Linked DNA regions of Danio rerio: region 2 is linked to region 1. A link is a contact called in public Micro-C data. All regions are on one chromosome and are shown on one strand. Each heading gives the region's core, a stretch centred on a gene start, on an enhancer-like site or on the middle of the called end of the contact. The rest is flanking DNA. Distances are from core to core; before and after follow the strand shown.

Region 1 (2,530 bases), core at 19-2,518:
TAAAATCACACAAAAGAGAAAAACAAGTTCACAAACTAACCATATGTACAGTTATTCAGCCATATTTGTGATTAGATTTTAAGATTTGTATCATGTGCAGTATTTAAGGAATGTTCCACTATTCACGAGGGCCCCTGGTTTTGAAAAGAAGTTATGACATCAAAACATTAATGGTTATAGACAGATTTGACAAAATTTTTCATGAGTTATATAATTAATTTTAATTTTTGGCATTGGTCAGGCCCCCATAATTTCCCAGGGGTCTAAGCAGTTGCTTACCTTGCTTATTGGTCCACCTTATAAGTCCACCCCTAATTGAATGTATAACCTACTACAGTCATACAAGCCCTAGAACCCTAATTCCTATATGGAATAACTGACTTTCCGTCACAAAAACTAATTATTATTTATTTATTCTGACCGTTTGTCATATTCTAAAAAATAACTGCTCTAATAACAATTATTTTTATGTGAAATATGGAAGAAATGTTATCAGACCGTTGTAAAATAACCCAAATAACAAACACACTTAAGTAAATCCACTAAATACAGAGAAAGTAAAAGGTGGTCTGTTTCCATAACTATATCTTATGGTTTCAAATTCCTGGAGGGCAGCAGCTCTGCTCCAACCAGCTCCAACTCACACCTGCTTAATATGTAGTCTCTAGTAATCTTGAACATCTTTAGTTGGATCAGCTGTTTGATTAGGATTGAAATCGATTTTGAGTTAATGGTTACACACAGTGACAGCAGTGGCCTGAATTATTACATCGCTCCGCCAGTAGGTGTTGTCAAATATGTATTTTTGTGCAATTATGAATCACTTCAGTCATCGACTCACCAATTGAACTGATTCACTACTCGACTGAATCGATTACCACCGCAACACACTCCTTTAAAAACATCTTCAAATAAGTTATTTTAACTTTAAACTAATGTTGTCAACTGCAGTGTATAGCTTTTTAAAAAAGCCTAAGATTGATACTTTCCACACAGGAGAAGTTCTCCATGTTTAATCAAATATTCAACGTGATTCAAAACACTACTGACTCGCTCAGTAAAAGGCGTGTTCCTTCAGTAATCTCAACCAATGATATTCATCCTCCACATCCAACACTCGAAGGCTATTGGCTCCTGCTAGAATCAATCATCACGACAGAACGCAAGCCACTCACTTTGAACAGCGACAAGCAAAGAAAGACGTTCACATCAAAAGATTCATTCAAAACACCGATTCGTACGAACACACCGCTAATGAACAACTGTGGGCATCAGTAGCGGTGCGAGTTTGAGCCCCATGCGGTAGTAAGTGAGTGAGAAGCACCAAAACAACATCCAGCTCATGTCAAAACGGAATCAACGATACAAACGAGCCGCTCAGCCATGGCATTTTAACAACAGCGAGCGCGTGGAGTCGCAGCGCAGTCCCCGAAGATCTGCCGGGGGAAATCCGCTAGCCGGTTTAGCTTGTGACAGATAGACTGGCCGTTGTGCTGGGAGGTTTCCATCCATGGCTCTGGTCACTCTGCAGCGCTCGCCCACTCCCAGCGCCGCGTCCACTTCCAGCACCGCCACCACCAACGCGGGGGAGGTAAGCGGAAACGAGCACGAGGTGTGGGAACTATGTATTCCTCAATAAAAACATAACGGGACGCTTATATATTTCACTCACGTAGGCCCGATGCTAATACAGCTCAGGAGGTAGAGCTAAACAGCGGGATGCCATCAGGATAGATGTGGGATTGAACGCTGTGTCATCGTGTTTATCTGCTCAAATCACACTTGGGCATTTTCTGCACTACTTGATGTTATTGACCTCAGTTTTACTTGATCATTCACATTCATCTTTTGGGAAGGTGTTTAATCAGTGCTGTAGAGTAGACAACTTACAGGCAGTGTTTATGGTTGTGGTTGGATGGAGCTCGATGCTCTTGTTGTGTTGGATGCTGATCAAGTCTTTCATCAATAGAAAGTGTTTGGCAGTGATGTTAGCTGTTTATTGCTAGATGTTTAGATGTTTATTGAGCTAATGGCTTGTTTATAGGCTGTCCTGCAATTTGTTGTGTAGATAATATATATGACTTTACATAAACTACCCACCGCTTTAGGAGTTGTCAGTGATAACAGGAGAAATTAACGACGTCTTCGGACTTCAGATGTCAACTGTCTATAATTTTACTTTATTTGATGCTGGTCACTGCTGTGTTGACATCACGTGATCAGTCGTGTAATTGACTTGAGTCATTGTGCAAGGTGCATTGCAAAGCAAAAACACATTAAAAAGTTGTCTAAATCTACTGGTGTTTTTATTTTTGGGCAGTGTGGTGGATTGTCTTTATTTAATACCCTCATTAAATAAAGAAACCAGAATCCTCTCTTGGTTATATTTCTTAGCTAGAGTTTTGTTTAGGGCTATCTTTTGGAATGTTGTTCAAGGAACAAATTAGATTAATATCTTACCACACAAGCTAACTTGATGGGTTCTGCAAATTAAGCCAATGTAGTACTCCAGTAATGAAAATTAATAAAA
Region 2 (2,530 bases), core at 19-2,518, 190 kb after region 1:
ATATAGTAATAGATGAATATTAAAATATGAATACTTTAAAATATTATAAAATGTTTTTTGTAAAATGTAATGCATATTTTTAAACTAAATTTATTTGTTAAAGGAAATCTAAGTATTCTATTCAGTATAGCATGTTATAATTGAGAATGAAATCCAACTTCCTAAATAACACCTTTGCTTTTACATGTTACTCTGCCTCAGTTGTTCTGTTACTCTCACGTTACTGTGCAGCTCAGGATGTTTTCATTTTGTCCTGCAATAAACCAGACAACGTTATTGTGCTGTATTTTTGATGTGTTCTGCAACCCCTGCGGTCATTCTGAAGCTTGTTTATTGATGTTTGGATTTGAGATTTCTTTAATAGATTCTGTCATGTGAACACAGCAAATCTGGAGGCCTGCTCTTCTCCACTGTTTTACATTAGTTTAAGCCCAGCCTGAAGTCATTGAATCTGCGGTTACTATTTTATAGTTGTGAGGTCAGTCTTGTTGGCTCTCCATCCATTTATCACTCTGTTAGCCCTTATTTGGCCATAGAATAGAAAAACAGCAGTGTGTAATGTTGAGTTGCACGGTACAGTCTGTCATTCTTCCCTCTCAGGTTTATAACATTTGAAGTATAATCATTGATCATCCATCCAAAAGGAAAATGCACTCAATTTTAATTTTCTTTCTCGGTCACAAAAAAATCAATGTTAGTAAATAAATTACCTAACATTATACAATACAACATTTTAAGGTAAAGTGTTACCCTTACTTATATAGAACACAAAATGTGACATTATGAAGAATGTTCGTTAATGATAGGACATAGTAGGTAAAAAATAAATAAAAACTACTATTATATGGCAGTCAATGGCTACCGATATCAAATATTTGTAATAATATCATCTTTTTTGTTCAGAAGAAGGAAAAAAATACTCTGATTTGGTTTGTCACCATTTGAAGATGACTATATAAAGATAGAATTTTTATTTTTGGCTAAAAGGTGCTGGAGGTATTTTCATCGGTTATGATTGTGATGATGATATTGATGTTGATAAATACAGAATTAAGACGACTTCATGCAGTAATTGTCCTATCGTAATGAATTATTTCAAAGAGCTGTTGAATAAATGCTGAAAATGAACACGTAGAGGAAGAGTTGAAGTCAAAGAGAGGCTCTAAGAAGTTCTAAATCACATGAGAGTACAGTGTTTCTACTATATAAAGCTAAATGTACAACACTATACTTTGTGTTTCTTGTTTTCTTGCTGAGTGATAAATCGCTGCTTTATTTGTCCTCTGCTGCCACCTTCTGGAGCTTCGTGATTATTATAAATGTCCAACTTGATGTTTTTTTTCATCAGATTTTGGGATCATAATGCAATTGATAACCGCTCTTGTGATACAGTGCTGATTTAGTGTGTGTGTGTGTGTGTGCGTGCGTGCGTGCGTGCGTGCGAGCGTTGGGATTACAAAGGGATTACAAAGTAATTGCATTAAATAAAAATAATAATAATGCCTATTTTTATTTATAAAAATGATTTTTATTTTTCTTGTCATAATAATAATAATACTAATTATTATTATTAATGATAATAATAATAGTTATTAATAATAAATAATAAATATAAATAACTTAGTATATATATATTTGTTTTTATTATTCATTTACTTATTATTATTATTACTAATGATAAAAATTTAATATTGATGATGATGATGATGATGATGATAACAATAATAATAATATTATAATAACTATTTTATTATTTTAAAATAACTTAACAATTATTTATTTATTTCTTTATTTACTTGTTATTAATATTGTTGTTGTTTATTATTATTTTTTTATTAATATTGATACTACTACTACTACTACTACTACTACTAGTAGTAGTAATAATAATAATAATAATTGTCATTGATAATAATACTAATACTAATGACAATAATAATATTTGCATTTCTGGCAACTCAAATAACAACCATAGTTAACAATACACACCACATCACTTAATTACAACAAATTACAAGGGGTAAAAATTAAGATGTGTTAATTGTTGTTGTCAGGTGTGGCAGATCCCAGAGAACGGGTTGGTGACTTCCATGTCAGAGCCAGTGGTGGTTCTGGAGGGTCATTCAAAAAGAGTGGGAGTTGTTACCTGGCATCCTACTGCACGCAACGTCCTCCTCAGTGCAGGTATGAAAGGTTTCGGCAATCATCTAGAATAGATGCCCTAATCAATGCCTATCAAAAAAAAACTTAAATAGATAAAAACTGCTCAGTATCTGTGATATAGATTTTAGACATGATAGTTTTTAGCTTGCCTCTATAAATCGTTATTTTATTCACTAAACAAATGAATTTCAACATTTGACAGGATAGAAAAGACTGAACTTTGACAATTGTTGGTATAAGTGTTCTATTATTCCATGCGAGTTCAATACAAACTCAGGAGGCAGAAATAGAATTAAAAAATATTAGTAATTTATTAAGTACAAATGAATAATTCGATTAGGGCCCTGGGTCACCCAAATGTGTCCTA

What was found. Hi-C and Micro-C count contacts between places; a contact is called where the count stands out from the background.
Region 2: a contact with region 1 is called in a Micro-C map of caudal fin, with 5 times the contacts expected there. The contact joins the enhancer-like site here to the promoter of ssh1a in region 1. A contact is called at or near these places in 4 of 18 Hi-C or Micro-C datasets (caudal fin, embryo, hematopoietic stem cells and 1 more) and 2 of 4 datasets of contacts at active chromatin or transcription factors (caudal fin and embryo).

Annotation. Positions count from the first base shown.
Region 1 is chr5:20,934,736-20,937,265 of GRCz12tu, forward strand. ssh1a (slingshot protein phosphatase 1a) reads left to right here and starts at 1,269. Exons shown (of 16, transcript XM_005165198.6): 1 at 1,269-1,591. The coding sequence starts at 1,511. It also overlaps a transcript of dao.3 not described here.
Region 2 is chr5:21,126,308-21,128,837 of GRCz12tu, forward strand. coro1ca (coronin, actin binding protein, 1Ca) reads left to right here. Exons shown (of 11, transcript NM_201295.1): 4 at 2,055-2,184. Among named protein-coding and RNA genes, the nearest start is that of selplg, 22 kb to the right of the region's middle. Within about 2 kb of position 1,269, at least 4 of the 62 cell types and tissues checked have an H3K27ac peak or open chromatin away from gene starts, as enhancers often do. A contact at or near this core is called in caudal fin, where this site is marked.